Linked DNA regions of Danio rerio: region 2 is linked to region 1. A link is a contact called in public Hi-C data. All regions are on one chromosome and are shown on one strand. Each heading gives the region's core, a stretch centred on a gene start, on an enhancer-like site or on the middle of the called end of the contact. The rest is flanking DNA. Distances are from core to core; before and after follow the strand shown.

Region 1 (4,912 bases), core at 809-3,308:
GAGAGTTCAGCAGGATTTTTAATTACAGATTTACATGTACTCAGCAATTAGCCAATTTCCAGCTTAAGTTATTGTTATCAGAAAAATATAGTACCATTTGGGCTCTACTTAGACATTAATACAAGCTCCATGCCCTGAAATAGGTGCCAAAAGATGCAGTCTCAGGTAAAATAAACATTGCAAGCAGTTAAAAAAAAAAATAATAATCACACCTAAACTTGCTCCATTCTTACCTCCTTTTGAGATGGGATGTAATTGGCATAGGCAAGAACAAAACTGCAAAACTTGTTGAAGTCCTCCACTGTCCTCTTTCTTCTCTCTGATGGCTGGACATGAACATCACATATTAGTATTTTGGACAAGCACTGCCATCTGTAGGAGGAACATCTAATTTCCTTGTTTGACTTACCAGAGTCTCTGCTTTGCACTTCAGTAATGAATCTATGCAATGAAAAAGATAAGCAAAGAATACAGTTAATTCGTTGCTAAACAACTACTTTAACCAAAAACACACCTGGAGACAGTTCGTGCAGCTTTTGTTGTACAAACCTAGTAAATGCGAGTTTCGGCGGCAAGCTAATTCGCTAACGTAACTTTGCTGTTCCTCGCGACACCCTGTTGATTGAGGCGTAAAATTCTAGTGCGCAGGACACCATTTTACATCCCAACAACCACACGGTTTGAGAGACTTTAGTTGTGGGGAAAACTAAACAAATTTAGAAGCAAAAACACTAAGCTAAAGCTGTGGTGAATGCGAGAGGACGCAGCAGCATGTGACTTAAGCCCTATTCACGGCGTCGAAGCACCACAAGACAACTTGGCTGGATTAGGAAGTCTTCTAAAGCAGATATAGCCGATTTAATATTTTAAAAACGACTAAATCAATGCAATTAACATTAGCGACACCGACGACAAGACATTAACCGCGGCAAAACAAAAGAGTTACAGTCAGGCGGCGAAATGCTACTATGCTAAGCAGCGACCTGTATTTGAAGACAGCATTATGTCTTTAATGGCATTGTAAATGTCATTGGAACATTCTAATCGTGTATTAATACGACTATGAAACTGGCACTCGATTAAAACGATCATTAGTGCAACTAACTGAAAATAGAGCTGGTTTACTTAGCAAAGAGAAAATGCGCAACGCTGCGTAACTGCGGTTTTGTAAACGTGCCCATTAAATCATTTGAACAGAAAGCAGAGGTTGGATATCAGGGGGGATTTTCTTTATCATTTATGAGTTACAGCTTAACGAAAGGTTAAAAACAACTTGGGTAATTTATCTCCATTGGACAAGATAGCAACTCGGCTAATCCTTTTACGAAGCAGCTCGTCAGTGCAGAAAAACCTTCATCACCACTAACAAACATCACAAAGCGATTGAAATTGAATTGGGTTTATCAGAAAAATCAGCCTGCTAAAGTAAGAAGTATGCAAAGTTACTGCAGCGTAAAGCTTCTAACGTTAAGTTAACAGGCTAGCTGACTCTGCTAAAACTGGACGTGATGGGTGTTGCCTACCTTAACAGTGTTAAAGTTTGAATATTTAAAAATCTATGAGTTGCCTTACCTTGGTGCTCGGACATTATTTCAAGCATTGTCGCCTTAAACTCGATCCTCTTCAGTTGGATGACACCGAGCAGCGTCAATCTCTTCGCCCGGCTTGGGCGCAGCAAGCCCCGGCTGTCCAGCTACAGTCTATTAGCTGGGCATCGGAGTCACTTAAACGACGATTTTACAAACAGATCCGATGGAATATCGCTGTATCTCGAGTCCCTGGAAAGATCAATTAACTTAATTTTGGCCAGCAAGCAGTGTTGCAAAATAATCCAGCTGGCAGTTCAATTACCTAACGGACCACCAAGCAAAAAAGAACCAACGATAAAACCAGGGATCCAACATGATTTTGCAGCGAATGATGGTAATGTAGACTCTATGTTGGCGTTGTTATCCTTTTTCGACGAAAGTGGTGAAAACACCAAAGTAATTACGTCTGCGTGTCGCCTCCGGCGCGCCTCACTAAAGTCGACGATGTCAACTGACTCCAGAAACCCCTTGCGGTGAAATTGCCGCTGCGATGTAAAAATTTGCTTTCCAATAGTCAATGGGACATGTAGTTCAAACAATGACTTTAACTGCTGAATACATCGACAAGCAAACTTCAATAACCATGATTCATTGCGCCAGTCGTAGGTCTGTTGTGCTCACGGGAAGTTGAGTTTATCTGTTCCTACTCGTAAGGTTTTTATTTTCTCCTTGCGTACCCCATATGTTTAAATTAATTTAAATCCATTTATAAATACCAAAATCATTATATGCATATCCTCGAACATTTTAGTCAGTGGACCGGGCTACCCCAGACTGGTCATTTCGGTTGCCAATGACGTTTAACGTGTTTTATCATTAAACCCAAGTCAAATAGAATAAAAAAAGACGAGTAGCGGTACTACCTGATAATACTCGAAAGTGGGCGCTAGAAGGCTCACAAAATCCACCATATTTAGAATATAAGTAGTTAAAATGTAAAGAATATAATATATTAGACAAACCGAACACATAAATATCTTATTATTAATTTAATCTAATGAAAATGTCTGGCACTGTGCCAAAACTAGACTTAAACAAAAGCTTTTTGAGTCGTCAGCCTCAAATGAAAAACACAACTTGTTTAGATTCGTGGCTTTGATTTTTCTGAAAATAGTATTTTGATTATTTTTCAAACGCAAAAAAAATATATAAATCCAAATACATTACTGAACTAAAACATAGGCTTCATTTCCTATTTTTGGACTAATAAATAGTTATACAGTTACATTAGTACTGCGTGATATTTAAAAATCTTAAATATTTTTTTATTCTGCGATAATCATTGCGATATGAATACAATTTCACGAAGTTGAGTGGAGTAACTATTTGAAAAGATTTTATCATTTTAGATTGATTAGGATGATGTAGGGGAGTGCATTAAATATAATATATAATAAACAATCCACAAGCATAAATTCAATAAAGAAAAATATAAAAATTAAACATATCTTATTTATTTATTTTATTAACCATTTTATTGTTTTCTGAGAAGTCGAACTGTATTCAGGTATACAGTAATTGAATTATCAAATGTAAAAAAAATACTACATAGTCTTCTTTTTTATATACTCAACATAGCATATAATTGAAATGTAGCTATTGGGAATTATTCTATTGCGATATGGATGCTCAGGCCCGTAGCCAGAGGTGGCTGATAAAGTCCAGAATTTGGCCCCTTCCTGAGCTCAAATGTCTCATTTTTGACTACTTTGCCATTAAAAATTGTGAAAATAACCAATAGAAAAAGGCTTTAAAACAAATTTAATGTTTAATTATTCAAAGTTTCTTAATTGTTTTTTTCTTTTGATTGATGATAAATTGATTATAATAAATGTTCATATTTCTTCATAAAAAATTGTATGCTAATCTCAACATTATTTATAAAACTGTAATTATATATAATAACTTAAATGCACATTTGTAAATATTCACTACAAAGTCAAATAGTATTGTAAGCACTTTGACAAAATCGTAGGAAATATTTTGGTACATCAAAATCTGCGGTCACAATCCAACAAGCTAATCCAGCAATGCTTAGTTCTTAAAATATCACTAAAATGCAGCATTTTAACCTCATTGTTTAATAGAAAAAGAGGCATAGAACTGCAAAAAAGTCTACTTTTGACAGAAAAAACTACCCCTTTCAATAGTTTGTCTACAGGTGCTGAAACGATATAGGCCTATTGTGCAGCCCTAGGTTACATAATACGTTCCACTGTTTCTGGGCCATCGAGCGCCCCCTGTAGGACAAGAACACGAACACAACAGAAAATACTAAAGACGCTCCATTAACTTTATTTCACTGACCAAACCCCTAACAACGAAATCAGCTCCTGCTTCAACGGCGGTTTCCACCTTCAATACATCATCATCATTATACAGTACAGTACAGTACTGCCTCGACAAGGCTCCTGACCACACAGGCATTTATCAGCTCCTCATTTTTTTTTCTAAAAAGAAGAAATGTCCGAGAAGGACCCAAAATCATCTCAGGACCTTACTGTTGTGGTGAGTATTTGCTTTTCACTGATAGACCTACTAGGTCGTGCACTTACAGTCGACCAGTATTCAGTCACGCTCACTTTATTTGTCAATACAACGGTAACGAAAGTGTGTAGTGCTGTGATTAGCACGTTATTACCTATTATGATTCATTAATCGGTCTTAACTTGATATCGAAACATCGCTCCTGCGAGTTCCCACAACAAACGTTTTATTTTCTTCATAGATCTATAGTTAAATTAAATTAGAGTGTAGATTAATTGATTGTGAGTACAATAATAAAGCGAAGGTTTCTTCTTTATTTCATTGTAAGGTGTCTTGTGTCATTTCACGAGGTTTCCCTTGTTACTATGGTTTCGGTTCCTCGCGTGGGCGGAGTGCATGCCCTTAAACTGCTGTTTTTACTCGTATGTGGGCAGCCCACGCAAACACCCACACGACTCTAGATATGCCAGCTGAACGCAGTGTCCATTCACAATTTTTCTTGTATAAATGTGCAGTTTTTGTCTGATTGCTGGCTTTACTAGATTTCATCTTAATATTTTTCCTTCTCTTCAATTCAGGTGCAAACCTTGCTGCAGCAGATGCAGGACAAGTTTCAGACCATGTCAGATCAGATAATTGGGAGAAATATCCTTCTGCATGAGCGTTTTATTATTGTTTTATTTGCCTTTTGAAAAAAAACAATTTAGGCCAAACCCAATTCCAAAGTGGGTGTCATGGTGGCACAGTGAGTAGCAGGATCGCCTCACATCAAGAAGGTCGCTGGTTTGAGCTTTGGCTGGGTTAGTTGGCATTTCTGTGGGGAGCTCCCCCACAGT
Region 2 (4,684 bases), core at 1,824-4,323, 390 kb after region 1:
GTGTTCTACAGAAGAAAGAAATTCATAAAGGTATAGATAATTTTGAGGGATGTAAACAAAAACACTGGTCCCAACGTCTTTCCTTTTTTTACATTTTTAATTTCTTTAGCTCCAGAGAATCCAAAAAGAGCCACGTATTGATAAATAATGTTATGATAGCCGTTTTAAAATTAAGTTATGATTGAATTGCCTGTTGTTACAATTATGAAATAGTTTGATAACAAGCAGCACATGTTCATGGGCCAATGACATCACCACATTAAAATGGTCTATAGCAGGGGTCACCAAACTTATTCCTGGAGGTCCGGTGTCCTGCAGATTTTAGCTACTACCCTAATGAAACACACCTGAACAAGCCAATCAAGGTCTTACTAGGTATACTTGAAACACCCAGGCAGGTGTGTTAAGGCAAGTTGGAGCTAAACCCTGCAGGGCACCGGACCTCTAGGAACCAGATTGGTGACCCCTGGTCTAAAGAAACACTTGAACTGTCTCTTTAAGACTGATACAGTAGAACAAACAGAATTCTTATTGTTTGTTTCAATGTGTAAACATGTACTGGGGAAATCTCTGAAGCTGATGTTTGTTTGGTTTCTGACATATGCTACAAGCGTTAAACCAATTACAACAGCATGCGTCACCTGACCTACCAGAGAAGAATGGCAGGCTTTAGGGTGGATTTTTGAATGGACTGTTTCAAACACTGTAAGAAAAGAGGCGATGCTGCAATCTATAATCTATATTTTTGAAAATCAAAGTCTTTTTGACTGTTGATGAATGTAAATAGATTGCAGGATTATAAAGTTTTATAATAGGGGCACTTTGAAGGCCTGTATAAAGTAATATTTCCCCAGTGACTATTTTTCTCTAGCTCTAGATCCGTCCTTGTGTGAATTATTACACTATGAAAAGATTTATAATGACTACACATGGTCTACATTTACAATCTTTATCTAGTGATTGCAAATGGCTTTAAATAGAAATGTCTCAGTTTTATGCAACATGAAATATATTTAAATTGTAAATCTAGAAAGAAAAAAAAGATACATAAAAGCATTTAAAGTGACAGATGCTGACTAACTTTAAGTAATGACGTACCGATTTGATGAGTCTGTCCAGATCCTCAACCTCAAATGTATGCGGATTCATGTGGTTCAGATATTCAAACTGTTTGAGTAACGCCTGGTGATCCACCGCAATATCTGACAAAATGAAAGAACTCTGTTTAAAGAACGATCAGAAATAAAGACCCTCTCAGTGTTGATTTAATTAGTGTGATATATTGTTCTGTTCATTTATTCATTCATTCATTTTCCTTCAGCTTAATCCAATTTATCAGAGGTCTCCACAGTGGAATGAACCGCCAATTATTACAGCATATGTTTTACGCAGCAGATGTCGTCCAGCTGCAACCCCGTACTGGGAAACATCCATACACACTAATTCACACACACACACACTCATACACTAAAAGCAATTTAGTTTGTGCAATTCACTTATAGCACATGTTTTTGGACTGTGGGGGAAACTGGAGCACCCAGAGGAAACCCACGTGACGAGAGGGAAAACATGCAAACTCCACACAGAAATGCCAACTGACCCAGCCGGGACTCAAACCAGTGACCTTCTTGCCTTGAGGCTACAGTGCTAATCACTGAGCCACAGTAAAGGCCTCTGTTCATTTATTAATATGCTATTATACATTATTTATGTGTAATTACCCCAAGCGTTCATTCAATTCAGTTTACTTTTACTGTAAACTGTTTACATTTACTTTTAAATCTTACCGTTTCCTCCTTCGATGTCTTGCTTGGCCTTGATCAGGGTTCTCAGGCGACTGACTTCTTGCCTTTTTAGTTCATCCAGCTTGCTTCGCACATGGTGGCTGACAAAGTCGAGCTCTTTAGCCAACTTCCCTTGCTAAAATCAGCAGGAATGAACAGATTAGCTCTGCGTGACCTTTGTATTAAACAACAACACAAATAAAGCCATGCTGCTTCTTACCTTTATATCTTCCATGTCTGTGTTGTGGAGCTTTTCTCTGAAATGTTGATCTTTTTCAAGGAAATCAATAACTTCTCTGAGATAGCGGTCATAATGTAGTCCAGTGTCCTACAAATATGAAATAATAGCCATAAGTACATACATTGTCGAATGTATTTATTCATTTATTTTTTACAACAAACATACAATGATGTATTTTTCTGAAAATGTTTTTTTAAAAGTGTGAGCTTATAGCCCACACAAAAATAACCACGCATATTAATACAACCTGGAACTCCAAGACTACTCGCTGCCAGAGCCTGTTATGTAATCGACTGATTAAATATCTTACCACACTCTGAGGGGGCTCTTTGACTGTTTCCTCAGGGATCTTCACCTTTGTTTTATCTATACTTATTGGCACTGCTTGGGCCCAGGAGAGCACACTCGCCAACACAAGGCAGCTGGTGAGGAGCCCCTTTAAACAGGACATCTGGAAAAGTCGGCATATATTTAAATGACACATTAAACGGGAGATGACAGCTCTATCATATTAAATAACGACCTAGTTAACGTTAGCTGATTACCATTTTAGGTGGTCTTAACGCTAGAGCTGAAATGTTTTCGACATCCTAGTTCGAAAGTAAAAACTGTTTAGGTAAACAGCTCACTAGGCTGAAACACAGCCACTGATTGGCAGATCAGTTCTCCAATAAATCCGTTACTAGGGATAAACAACATTACAGGCCATTAACGGGCCACTATTTTAAAGGGATACTCTAAATATTTACGTTTGTTTATGCTAAATTATAGTATTACAGAAACATGGTGTGATATCGATACATAGAAGCTAATTTCTTTAGCTTTCCTTTGACTGAAGTCTATTGCATGCGTTATAGCGGCACTCGCTGTCTATACGTGAAAAGTTGATGCTCTATTTGGGTTAATCCATCTTGAGCTATTCATAATTAAATAGCAGCACTTACGTTGTCAGGTTTGGTTTATATCGAGCTATCTCGGGTGTTTTCTGCTTCCTTTCATTACCGCTGGCTTCCTGACTGTCCGCTATCTTGGACTGATGAGGCAGATTCAGTAAAGCTAGAGAGCGGCAGGAGGAGGCAGAGAGCTCCACGTAGATCAAGTAGATCTGAACTGAAACATTGGGCTTTAATGATGTTGTTTCTTACGACACTGTCACATTACTTCCTCTTGGGGGCGCTCGGTGGCTTAGAATCATCCACTACGTCCTCCCTATTCTCTTCCTTTTATATATTTACACTCAATGTTAATCTTGTTGAAGAGATATAGTTCACCCAAAAATCAACATTTCCTCACCATGTACTGACACATAAGTGGTTTCAAACTTTTTATGATTTTTTTCTTCAGTTAACTCTTGTACACCCCGTTAACCCTGTTTTCATTCATTCTTAATTTGCCCCCTACTTTCTCGGTTTCAGCAAATAGAATGATTTTTGGTGACAACTTATTTAGACACATATTTTGAAAAAATGCTTTGAAATAATAAAAAAAAACTTAATGTTTTAACACTGGGCGAATTTACTACCCTCTCATTGTGTTAGTAGCTGTTTTTGCCCTGCTGACTTCCATTATAATGACATTTTTTATTGCTATGCCATGACACCATATACAGGGGTTGACATATACAGGCCCTAAGCAATTCCAGGTATGGGGCCTTAGCATTTAAACTCAAAACTCTCCCTTTTTGAGTGAGTAAACTGCATGTTAAAATATTTTAAGTGGATTCTTTTTAATGTAAAACTAAATACAATACATTCACAAATAAAAAACAAGTTTACAAACTGTGTGTATGTAGTTATAGTTAATTAGCTGTACTTGTGATTTGTGAATTATATTTGCATGTGCACTTGGAAGAAAGGAGGGTTTAGAAAAGAAGGTATAACATTAAAATCTTAATGGTTAAAGAAAGATTTTACAACATATGATAGAATAATTATAAAAGAGCTGTATAATTAATAGACTGCATTGGTTGGGGCTCCTTAATTCAGCCCTAAGCAACTGCTTACCCTGCTTATTGGTTAAGTCTGCCCCCCCCTGACCACATAATCATGCATTCTTGTTTGTTAATTGGTTTTCCTGTTGGAAAGAGGTAAACATTTTTAAAATGTAACATTACACAGAAGTTAAAAACAAAACAATATATAAGAATGTTGGAAAAAAGTTTCCAGGAACAAAAATACTTAAAATGTCATTCACTGTTTCCCCCCCACATTCTTCGGTAATGAAAACTAAGAATATGTCTTTACAGCACAATGTATTCTGGAAATTTGGGGCATGGAAAGCTGCACCCATTGATTTCTCTATGTTTATTATATTATATTCACTCACATGCAATAAACTGTAAGCACTCACATTACAAATAACGAAGAAAATCATATCTGGAAATGTTTTCTAGAGACAGCTCGTTGGTACGCTGTTACTATATAGATAAGTTAGTTCACTTATTTTATAGCATCCTCTTCATGTGTTCAGCTTTTTTAGCTTTATTTTAGAATATTAAGAATATATCTAATATCCAGAATAACATGGAATGCATATTTTCAGCTTGTCAGACACTATTGGCCTTTTCTGTAGTAATTTGCATTGGTTTATATTCAACTCTCAAGCTTGTCTGAAAATATGACATAACACAACTACCATTCACTATATATCTTGTGTTCAG

Evidence for each region. A called contact is a pair of places that touch in the nucleus more often than the background predicts.
Region 2: a Hi-C map of hematopoietic stem cells shows a contact between it and region 1, with 2.6 times the contacts expected there. The contact joins the promoter of nucb2a here to the promoter of phf23b in region 1. A contact is called at or near these places in 2 of 18 Hi-C or Micro-C datasets (caudal fin and hematopoietic stem cells) and 1 of 4 datasets of contacts at active chromatin or transcription factors (embryo).

What each region holds. Positions count from the first base shown.
Region 1 is chr7:26,647,950-26,652,861 of GRCz12tu, forward strand. phf23b (PHD finger protein 23b) reads right to left here and starts at 2,059. Exons shown (of 6, transcript NM_199844.1): 1 at 1,852-2,059; 2 at 1,573-1,778; 3 at 410-441; 4 at 234-326. The coding sequence starts at 1,600. hsbp1a (heat shock factor binding protein 1a) reads left to right here and starts at 3,954. Exons shown (of 4, transcript NM_001172634.2): 1 at 3,954-4,097; 2 at 4,655-4,721. The coding sequence starts at 4,053.
Region 2 is chr7:27,037,713-27,042,396 of GRCz12tu, forward strand. It overlaps nucb2a (nucleobindin 2a), which reads right to left and starts at 3,074. Exons shown (of 13, transcript NM_201493.1): 1 at 2,970-3,074; 2 at 2,336-2,476; 3 at 2,005-2,112; 4 at 1,788-1,920; 5 at 1,099-1,202. The coding sequence starts at 2,476.